Regions from separate parts of the Manis pentadactyla genome. Here region 1 is linked to region 2. A link is a contact called in public Hi-C data. All regions are on one chromosome and are shown on one strand. Each heading gives the region's core, a stretch centred on a gene start, on an enhancer-like site or on the middle of the called end of the contact. The rest is flanking DNA. Distances are from core to core; before and after follow the strand shown.

The links. A called contact is a pair of places that touch in the nucleus more often than the background predicts.
Region 1: a contact with region 2 is called in a Hi-C map of skin fibroblasts, with 6 times the contacts expected there. The contact joins the promoter of FIBCD1 here to the promoter of LOC130683057 in region 2. A contact is called at or near these places in 2 of 3 Hi-C or Micro-C datasets (fibroblasts and skin fibroblasts).

What each region holds. Positions count from the first base shown.
Region 1 is chr3:216,503,858-216,509,408 of mManPen7.hap1, reverse strand. FIBCD1 (fibrinogen C domain containing 1) reads left to right here and starts at 3,693. Exons shown (of 8, transcript XM_057499139.1): 1 at 3,693-3,948. The coding sequence starts at 3,877.
Region 2 is chr3:216,315,273-216,321,133 of mManPen7.hap1, reverse strand. LOC130683057 reads right to left here and starts at 3,788. Exons shown (of 1, transcript XM_057499137.1): 1 at 2,719-3,788. The coding sequence starts at 3,081. The coding sequence ends at 2,983. ABL1 (ABL proto-oncogene 1, non-receptor tyrosine kinase) reads right to left here and starts at 2,613. Exons shown (of 11, transcript XM_036913565.2): 1 at 2,260-2,613. The coding sequence starts at 2,395.

The sequences.
Region 1 (5,551 bases), core at 2,444-4,943, 190 kb before region 2:
CAGGCATTCCCCAGGCCCCACAAGACAAGCACATTTGACATGCAGCCTACATTCGCTGAGTCCCTGCCTGCATGCCAGCCCCGCGGCACTGGCTGGCTCAGGCCCAGCTCTGGAAAGAAGACGAACAGGACAGATGCAAGGGAGAGAGAGAGAGAGAGAGAGATGGGTGGCAGTGCAGAGACCTGGGTTCAAATTCTGGCCCTATCAGTTGCTGTGTGATATTGACTGAGTTACTTAATCTCTCTGAGTTTCCGTGGCCTCATCTATAAAGTGGGTATATTAATAACACCCATAGGTTTTTGGTGAGGATTACATGAAATAAGATATATGGCTAATGGATGTCATGGGTAGCCAGCACATAGAAGTTGCTTACTGAATGAGAGCCATTAATTGTATCATTTATGAGTTAGTTTTCTCATCCACAGATGGGGATAACCACAGCTCCCCTCACTAGGATGGCTGGGAGCATGCAGCGTGCCTAGCACAGGGGCTGAGTGTAGGGCCGGTGCTCGACAGACCACAGCCAGTCAAAGGGCTGCATCCTGAATGTTGTTGCTCAAGATCCCTGGCCACTCTTCCAAGTGTCCTTTATTGCCCCTGCTCCCCTCTACCCCTCCAGTGCTGGTATGCATCACTGCCTGCCCTGTACCCACTCCCTGCTAAGGAAGTGGCACAGGGCCCCCACAGCCATACCATCCATTGGACTGCAGTGAGCACCTTACCAAGGGCAGCTGTCTTTGGCCAGCTGCTGACCTATGATTGACATGTCCTGGCTTCAGAGGATAATCAGGATGAATTACAGGCCCTCTTTCTAGAATTTAAACTAAAAATTACAGACAGGAGTTTTCTGTCTGTGGGGCTATCACATCTAGGTGGCCATGGGGAGGAAAAATAAGAACATGTGGAGTCAGCAAGCCAGAGGGAGGAGGGTGAGTGGAGGCCCAGGGAGTAGACAGGGGCGCCAGGGAAGCCTGAGGCTTGGGGGCCTAGGGCCCCGCACCCCTGAGGTCCCGGCTGGTCCCTGGAATGTCCTGTCTTGGGTGGGCTGAGAGACCCCAACCCACCTTGTACACCTGGGCCCTTCCCTGGGCCTTTTCAGACACGGGCTTTGTCAAAAGGAGATCAGAGGGTGGGGCGCCATCCTCTCTGTGGGGTCACCTGTGCCTTTTCCCACAGAGATCTTGGCGGGGTGAACTGAAGGTGGCCCTCTCCTCTCCCCGGGACAATGCCCTGTGTGTCAGGTGAGTGCAGCACCTGCAGACTCAAGCCTGAGCTGTGCAACACCTACTCCCCACATCCCAGTGGGCTGGGAAGTGAGGAACCCGTGGCAGAGCCGGAGAGGCCAGCTGACAGCAAACAGTGCCAGGAGCAGCCTCTAGGTGGCTCCCGCTTACCTGTCCAACCGCCCTTGTGCAGGCCTGGGAGCGGATCCTCCCGCCAGCTTCCTCGGGTCTGCGCCCGCCCGTGCAGGCTATTGTTACTGTCCACGCTTTGCCTTTACTTTGCAGCTTTGCCACCTGAAATGTCTTCTTCCCCAGCATCCAGATGTCCCGCCATTATGGCCTGGCTCACACCCCTCCTTCTCCAGGATGCCTTCCCTGACCACCCAGAGCACTTGCCCCAAACCACCCAGCCTCAAATTGTCCTATCTAGGTCTCCCAGGGTGGTCTCTTGTCTGTGCATAGACATGTCTGGAGTTTACATCCTCTCCCCAGACTGGTGTCACAGACTTGCAGTCCCAGCCACATGCCTGCAAATCTCACAATTCCTCATCAAGAAGGGCGAGGTCATGATTTCCCTTTTCAATGAGGAAATTGAAGCTGGAGAGGACTGGAAATCCGAGCAAGGTCACAGCAGCAAAGTTTGAAACCTGCTTAGGTGCTTCGATGTGCTGTCTCTCAGAACGTCACAAGAGCCCTTCTGACGAGGGTGCTGCTAGCTAGCCTTTGGGTAAGCGGGGAAAGTGAGGCTCAGAGAGGCACAGTAGCTTGCCCCAGGCCACACTGCCAGGCCCAGTGCACTAAGCTCAGTTACTTTTAACCAGGGTCCAAGGGGAAGGGTGCCACCCAGAAAGAGCCACAGGCTAGGACTTCACAAGGCCCCTGACTTGGAGCCAGTTTATTTGGGGTCCTCTCCAGCTCCCAGGGTAGCCTCCCTGTGGGCGGCAGTGGGGTGGGGCTGCAGGTGAGGCAGGTGGGCAGCCCTGGAAGGAAAAGGAGACTGGAGGAACAGCTAGCCGGTTGTGAAGCCAGCTGCAGGTGGGTGGGTGACAGTCACCCAAGTGGCATGGGCCGCGGGGTTCCCTGGCCCCAGCTCTCTGGGCCCAGGGCTCGCCCCGGCTCAGTCTGGACGCTGCACCCCACGCCCGGCAGCCTGCTTTGCGCGTGCCGGGCTAGGAGAGAGACAGGGAGAGGGACAAAGATGGGGCGACAGACTGACAGCCGGTGGGGGAGAGACAAAGACAGTGCCAGGGAACAGCGCGGCGGGCCAAGGCGCCCCAGGAGCCGGAAAACAGCTTTAGAAAGAAGCGGGGAGCGGGGAACGGGGAACGGGGGTGTCTACTGGAGAGCTGCGGGAGCTGAAGACAAGGGGCCCCAGAAAGGCGCCGGGGAGGGGGCGGCCGGCACCGAATGCGGCGTCGGGCAGTGTGGGCGCCTCCCGGTCAGAAGCCACAATAGCAGCTCGTTAACCGCTCAGATTAAGGACTTCGTCAATTACCTCCGAAGCCGGCTCCAGGCGGATTAAACGCTTTCCAAAGTGCTGCTCGTGGGAGGGGACGCCTAAGAAGCCCCCTCCCGGCACAAAGCCCTCCTCTCCGGGGCAGAGGAGGAGGAGGGGGCTGAGCGGCGCGGGGCGCGCCCGGAGGCTCCGCTGGTGGGCGGGGAGCGCGGGCTGGGCACCGAGCTGCGGGTACTCGCGGCCGCGCTCCGGCTGCCGACGTGGCGGCTGGGACCCCCATTCAGCCCACCGGCCACCTGGGCGGGAAGGCCTCGGGCTGGCTCTCCGCCCTCCGGCGCCAGGACCCAGATCTGCGGGCTCAGGCCGCGGGGCCCCCAGGTGTGGCCCCGCCGCTGGGGTCAGAGGGGCAGGTCCCTGGGGGCTGGAGATTCCGGGACTGGGCGCGCTGGCCCCGGGGCTAGACCGGGACCCCAGAAACCCGCAAGGGGCGCACTCCGGCGGGCCCCCACCTCTACCCAGACCTGAGGGGCCTGGGGGGAGCGCGGCCTCGCTCCCAGGAGACGCCCGACGGCCGGCGGGGGCGCCCTCGGGGCCTGCCTGGCCCTGCGCCCCCCGCGCCCGGTAAGTTGGCGCGACTCCGGCCCGGGAAGAAGTTTGCGGGGAGGCGTCGCCGGGGCTCTCGGGCGCCTCCGGGGAACGGCGGGAGCCGGGCTGCCCGCGGCCGTTTGCCGCCCGCCCGGCGGGGCCCGAGCCGGGGCCGGTCGCCCTCGCTGCCGTGGCCTTTCTGGAGATGGAGAGGAGGCGTGTGCGTGTCCGCGGGAGGCCGGGGGGAGCAATAAAAGGCCGAGAGAGTCCGAGACAAAACAGACCCGGAGGCCGAGAGGGAGGCAGGGCTCGGGGCGGCGGGCGGGGAGCGCGCGGGGGAGGCGCGGGGGCGGGGAGGGGGCGGCGCGCCGCGCGAGCGGCTGGCGGGCGGCTCTCGCGCTCCCGCTCTCACCCTCGCGCGCCGTGCACACACCGGCGGACACACACACCCCCGCACACGCGCGCCCGTGCCCGGGCGGCCCCGGCGCGGGGCCCCACGGCGGGGATCTGGCGGGCAGAACGCCCCCTGCGCCGGAGCCCGCGCCCACCTCGGCGCCTTTGCGCTCCGCAGCGGCTCGCCTCGCCCGGCGCCCGCGCCAGTCCGGCCGGAAGATGGTCAACGACCGGTGGAAGACCATGGGCGGCGCTTCCCAACTTGAGGACCGGCCGCGTGACAAGCCGCAGGTACGCGTGCGCCCGGGGCGCGGGGACAGGGGGTCCGCACGGTTAGCGAGGCGGTGGCCACTCCGGCAGGCGGGTGAGTGCCCGGCTCAGGGATGGAGTTTGGGATGCACCCCCCCACCACGCTCGGTGGGCCTGGATCAAGGTGGGCGCCCTCCCCACCGCCTCCTGAGCAGAGGCTTGAATTTGAGGTTCGGGGAGCGGATGGGGGTGGCACCCCTGCCGGAGCCGCGCTGGCAGGGATTGGGGGTGCTGGGCGTGGGGGAGGAGGGCCCCCGTGCGCCTCCAACAGACTCCTGGTGCATGCGTGTGCACAGGGAGCTGGGGACCTATAGTTAATAGTGTGACCAGCCTTGGGTTCCTGGTGCGACCACAGAAAACCCGTCTTGCTGAGTCTGTTTCCTCGCGTCTACAGTGGCATCTTAACCACTTACTAAGTATGTACTTTGGGTACCACCCTGTGCCAGACGCCTGGCACCATAACCTGAGTTTCAGGACGAGAACTCAGCCCCCTGGACCTCCTCTGAATCTCATGCTGTAGCTCCATGTAGTAGAGGATCAATAAATACTTGTCTCTCGTGGGAACACTGGGCATTGTGCTTCTCCAGCTTTATGACAAGGAAAGCAAGACTCAGTGTTGCTCCTGCCCAAGGCCACCCGGTGCTGCTGAGATTCGAACCTGGGTCCATAGGCGTTGAGATTCGAACCTGGGTCCATAGGTTCCAGGTCTGTTCACTCCACCCTTCCTGCTGCCTCTTCAGAGGCAGTTGTGAGGGGCAGACTGGGAGGGCGCCCAGGACTGTGCTCTGGAAGGGGGGTGAGGGCAGAGCCCCAGGGCCAGCCAGAGATGGGGCTGGGGACGGGAGGCGGGTGGAGGGACAGCCCTGGTGCTGCCCCAGGCTGGGCTGCCAAGGGACTGGGGCAGGCAGGCAGATGAGGAGGCCCTGCTCATGGAGGAGAGGAAATAATGGGGCTGCCCATTTTAAATTTAAAATCTCTCACTGACAGATGTCATCAGGGAGGGAACAGTCCATGTTTGCAGCGGCAGGAGGAGGTGGCAGGGGAGGGACTTGGCAGCCCCTCACTCTTCAGGAGCTGCAACCTGCTCATATTACTAAAGTGACACCTCCACAGTGTGGGGGCCCAGCCCTCTACAGTTTGCAAAGCTCTTTCCCAATCATGCCTGGGGCTGGGCAGGGGTGCCCATCGCCAGGTCACAGGATGGTGGCTTAGGGAGTTCAAGGCATGTGCTCACAGGAGAGCAAGGATTCAAACCCAGGTCTGACCCCAGCCTCTCCCAGTGCCTCCTGGTGGTCCATTCCTTTGGTTAGGTCAGGGGCACACCCAAGCCATCCTCAGATAAAATGTCCTGTCCTGCTGAGATCTGACTTTCCCTCACTTAGCAAAAGCAGTCTTACCTCCTAGACTTGTTCAAGGCTATCCACAGCCTGGACTATTCTCCCTTCACATTAGCCCCTTTACAGGTACTGCCTCCTTGTCATTTGCCAAACCCCAGTCCCACACCAGGCTGCTCATGTCCAAACCTTTGCTGTCTCGTCTTGTTGGCTCCACCAAGCTCTCCAACACATACACACACATGTACCCC
Region 2 (5,861 bases), core at 2,539-5,038:
TCCAACCTCTACGGATATTAACAACTCTAGAAAGATAAACCTATGAAAGATCAAGAACAATTTGTAACACAATATGAGAACATGTTCCCCTAGGAAAAGAATACCCAAGGCGCAAAGAAATGACTGTCTTCAGTAAAGCATGACTTAGACAAATTCTTTCATGAAAAGAATTCCTTCACTGCAGAGAAGTATTTGGTTGGGCTGCCATTAATTCAATTTTTAAATCTTCGTGTTTTTTGCATACAAAGTAACACCTTGTGTGGTAAAAAGAAATCACAAATGCAAAGTAAAAAGTGAAAGTTTTCTCCTAAATCCCAATTGTCTAAAGATAACTTCTTCGGTCTAAATCCTTCCACACTGTGCATGTACAAATAGATCATTTTTGTCTTGCAAAAATGGAGCCATACCATACAGCCTGATCTCCAAACTGCTTTTTCCACTTACCACTACATAGAAAGATGTCTTTTGGTGCTAGTATTTTATAATAATGCCTGCAATAAACATCCTTACGTGCCTCCTTGATAGACCTTCTAGAGCAGCAGTTCTCAAACTTTTTTATTTCAGGACCTCTTTACACTGCTGAAAATTATTGAGGACCCCCAAGAGCTTTCCTTTATATAGGTTACCTCATCAACATTTACCGTATTAGAAATTTACACTGAAATTTTAAAATTATTTATTCATTTAAAAATGAAAACTTTTATTATTACTGGAAAACAACTGTTTTAAAAGGACATTCTTAACTGAAAACAAGATTTTTTTTTTTACTATGTGTGCATGGCATGAAGAACACAATGGCTACTAGTGTAGTTAGGTGCCGTGCCTTGATTCATGTTAAGGAGCCTGCATTACTTTTGCACACTAGCGCAAATAACATCTTAGTATTGTATCAAAACGAAAATAGTTTTAACCTCTCAATACCCTGTAGGTGTATCAGAGACACCCAGGGGACTACTGTTCTACACTAGGATAGCTTCCTACAAATGAAATTACGGGGTCATTGGTATCTACTTTTTAAATTCTAGCCAAACTTGGCCAGAGCTCTCCAAAAAGTTGTACCAATTTTCACTATCTAAGGCTGCATGATCATCACTAGTTAAAAATGTAAATAATTAACTTCATAAATCCTGAATTTGGGAAGCCTCATAAGGTAACATATTACCATATTTGCCTGACTAAAACCGACACTAAAATATAACTAATGTTTCAAGGCAAAATAAAATCAAGTACCTATGTTATTTAGATGAGGTGAATAATTCTCTGTAAGAAATTAAAATCTCAACTGTCAAACGCAAGTTCTCAGAACAGAGACCCTTGTTTATTGTAGTCACCCACTGTTCAGAGGCATTTGTGACTGAATTTCAAAGTATGTGCCACTTGTGCACACCTTACATTTCCTTATGGGGTGGGTGGGATAAATTGCTATTTTAATATAAAGTACACAATCTGGAAACTGTCAGGCTGCAACAGTACAAACAGGACCCTAATTAATTGGCTCGGGCAGCCCATTACAGTTATCAGTCTAAGCTAACCCTTCGCTTTAGAACATCACACAGAAATTACTGGAAGTGATCAGTATATGTACTCCAATGCCAACTCTGTTCATAAAAATGTCAGACAACCTTCTTGCCCCAAATGTCACCTGAAACAAGGAGCAAGGATGAAAGCTCCATCCATGGGGACAGGATTACTCCTAAGCTACAATAACCAGAAGCTGGGTGCCCTCATGCACAAGGAATCTGCTTCCCCACTCAATTTTTCCCACATAGCTCCAAAGTGAGTAGTTTCAAGTCCTAGTTATGATGAAAAGCCAACAGGCATCTGTGGTTCTGAACCTCTTGGGGAGCACAAACCACTTTGAGGATATGATACAAACTCTCTGTAAAGTAGTAAAACATTCAGGGGAAGAGCCCATGACTTAGGCTAGAGCAGAATCATGGACTATGGATCCGGAGAAACCACCTACTCAGGAAACTGTAAGAGTAAAATGGCTCTTCCAAGGTCAACAGTGAGTTAGAAAGGGAATCAGGCAAGAAATAAGCAACTCAGAGAGATTTGGAGTAAGGCCATACAGAGTCACCAAGTAAATTTCTCCTATACAAAGAAAATTCCATGAGAAACTAGGAGGTAACTAGTCTCAGAAGGTTTGGGGGGAACTAGAAAGGAAACGGCACAGAACTGTGGTTCAGAAGTGCCTTGTGCATTCCTAAGCTGAATGCATGAGGAAAAACACGTCCAGGAAGCTTGAAGAGCACTCACCATGTTCCACAAACACATTGCAGTGGGGCCCCCCGTGCCGTGATGATTCCTTCTTCCCTGCTCCTTTGATAAAGTGCAGAGCAGGCAAACTTGGCCGTCTTTGGTCCCCAAGAACTTTTCCTGGCTGCTGCCCCATAAAGTAAGGATAGGCACCCCTTTCCAGAGAGGGTTCAAGATCTTCCAGAAGGAAACAGTATATAGGTGGGATTTCACATTCACTGCATCTCAAAAAGTCCGTAATTGAGGTCAATCACAAAAAGACATCTTCCATAGCAAAAGGAAGCAGTTTTCACGTTGACACATGTAAACAAGAGTTCCAATTATTTTCGCAGTTTATCAATTTGAACTTACTACAGTGCTACTCAAGTTTCTTGAGTGTTAAGTGTCTTTCACTGGTTGAATTAAGTCTCTTTCTTTCCAAGAAGAAAAACCTAAACGGAAATATTCACAGGGGATGCTATAAAAGGGTCGGTAATACTAAAGTCCTTTCGATTCCCATATATAAAGGAAAAGGTTGATCATCTTTGGATGCTTCTCCAGAACTTTTCCTGTGGAAGTCACCCACTCCTATCTTAGTTTCTTCATCTTCCGACAAATTTCCTGCCGAACTAGCTGCAGCTCCCGCTTCTCTACCACGCTGTCCGGAAAAGGACACGGGTCACCGAGGCTTCAGCGAGAGCTTGCCCTCGACTCTGACGAGAAGGAATGCATTGCCAGCAACTTTCAGATCCGCTTTTTAAAAGGCCTGTGAAACCAGTCCAGACTTTTCCTTTGCATTAAAGTTTTTGTTTGGGCTGAGACCAAGGGGGCCTTGGGTGACATTGGGAGAAGTCAGGGCATTAGCGGCTCGCGGGAGCAACTGGGGGGAAGGGGAGGCCACTTGACAACAGGGAAGGGATTTGAATGGGGGGACTCCGAGGCCAAACTTGGTGCCGGGAGTCGGAGCAAGGGGCGGCTCGGGGCTAAGAGGGAGGCTGCCGGGGCGGGGGCCGGGGGGCACTGGCGGCTTACTCGGGGGCGACGCTCCTCCACGCCTCAGGAAACGGCGTGTCCCAGGTCTGGGGGAACAGAGACCACCCCCAATGTCTCACAGCCAGGCAGGGCTGTAAGGGACGGTGGGCTCTCGCGACCCGGAGGCGGGAGGCAGGCGGAGGGGGCAGGAGGCCCGGCCGCCTCAGCTGCCCCGAGCCCGAGGGTCTCTCCCGAGACACCCCCTCTCCTGGCCCCGGACGTTGCCACGGCCGCCACCGCCCGGCAGTCACATCCGCCGAGCTCCACCGCGGGACCCAGCCTCCCCCTGCAGGTAGGAGCCGTGGACAACGGAGGCGCTCCTCAGCCGCCAGACCCGGGAACCGGCTCCGGCTCCAGCGTTGCTCAGGGACAGACACCGACCCCCGCGGCCGCCATGATGGATTACGAGTCGTTCCACAACGAGGCCAGGCCCCGCCCCCAGCCACGCCCCCGGCGACGCCTGCCGCGCGCCTTGCGAGAACCACGACCTTCCCAGCGCCGCTTTTCGAGACACCGCCGCACCTTCCTGCTCTGGTCTCCTTGCCGCCAGCGTCCGGCCCGGCACGACCTTTAATATAAGGTTTTTCCCCAGCGCAAGGTGAGTGGTAAAGAAGCACCCGCCTCCTCTGTACTGCCATTGGCCCCCGAGAATCCGGGTCAGGTCTCTCTCCTTCGTCCCATTGGTCGCGAGGACAGTGGGCTGGAGCTCCCCGCCAACCGCTTTCGGCGCAGCCCGCAAGGCATTCTGGGAGTTGTGGTCCACGGCGCCAGCGCGGCCCACGCGTACCCGAGACTTCGTGCCCTCTGCTCTCGGCTCCTGAGCTTCGGTCCCGCCCTCACGAGAGCCGGTGGACTCTCCCCGGCCCCGCTTACGGTTGGCTAACGTCTCCCCTGCGCGGCTGGTAAAACCGGCAAGGAGCCAAAGCAAGGGGAAAACTGCGGATCGGATTCTCCCAGAACCGGAGTTGGATTACTTCCTTGACCCTCTGTAGGGAGAAGATTTGGAAGCCAAGGTATTTTGGTCCCCTCCTACCCCCATGCACAAATTTACACCTTTTCCCCAGAAGCATAAATCTGTAACTAGAGAAAAATAACTAGAAAGCTCCCGACATATTGCTAAAAAATTCATTGTTTCTTTGCGGTATCAGGAGGCTCACTCATTAAATAAACAGCATTTGTTAAGCACCCTGGGAGGCTAAGTCAGGCACAATCATAGATGTCTGAGTTAGAATGAACCTTTGATATTAAAGACCTCAGTTCACGGGTGAACATGTCTTCACATAAAATATTGTTAGTCGAGAAAATACCCAGGTTACTGGGTTAGAAGGCCTACAGAGCTAGCCATTGACCCAGCCACACCAAGCCCTCACTTGCCATAATCCTTGTTCTTGCAACTAAAATGCACCCTGGCCCACTATTCACTCTCCATGTCTCTCCAGAGCAGTGTCCCTGACAGGGATATACCCATTTCTAAAGAGATCCACTCATCACAGTGTCTTACTCTACCCCATGCCCTGTTAATGCTTTTCATAAATTCTTCTCATTTAATCCTCACTATAGCCCAGTGAAGTATGTATTACTGTTATACAGTTGGGGAAAGTTTCAAAGATGTGACTTATTCAAGGTCACTTGCCTATGAGTATATGACAAAGTCACCGTTTGAGACCAGATTGATCTTGGTGTGAAGCCCATGGTTTTAACATACCATTCAGTATCAAGACGTCAGAAGTTGCTAGGTATTAGGGGGAAACCACAGCTGCATTATAGGTGTTGTTATCCTAATTATCACCAATTTTTTTTTTTTGCCATTTGCTTTCTTATTTCTATTCATGTTTTAATATTCTTCATTCTTCATTCTCTAGTTTTGCTTAAAATTGGGCAATTGAATCACAACTGATAGCATTTCTTGAACTAACAATTCATTCAACAAATGTTTATTGAGCCCCTGTGTACCAAGCAGTTCTAGGTGCTGGGATACACTGGGGGTGGGCAGTGGGCGATTAATCCTTGTCTTCAAGGAACATACACAGAAAGAGTGACAGGCAATAAGCAAAATGAGTTAACAATCCACAAAGTATTGTTCTTAATGCTGGAAATAAAATTTCTGGACCCATATCATTTCATGTAAATCCTACCCACTTTTTAAGCATTCTTTTATGATAACCTCTCTAGAGCTTAATCCTGTTCCTGATTCACAGCTGCTAAGCTTAATCAAGTCATTTGAACTGAATTCTCAGAATTGCTTTCTTCACTTATAAGTAGGGTTATTATGTTAACTTTATAAGGTGATCATGAGGATCAAGTGAGGTCTTGTTTGGGTTTCCAAAAAAACTGATATTGTGCTTCATGAAAGTCAGTGTAGAGGCCAAATGCAGTGGATCTAAACGCTTATCCCTAATCTCCATTTTCCATTACCACTGTATTCTCGTCTTAGGAGACCCCCAAACCTAGACTATAATATTTTTTCCTAGAGAGGCACTATACTTTTTACTCCTTGTACAACACTATAAAATATTTTGGAGGGCTTAAAAACTAGAATCCAGAACTCAGCAAACGCCTGATAGTCAAAGGTAAATAAATCCCTTTAAGAT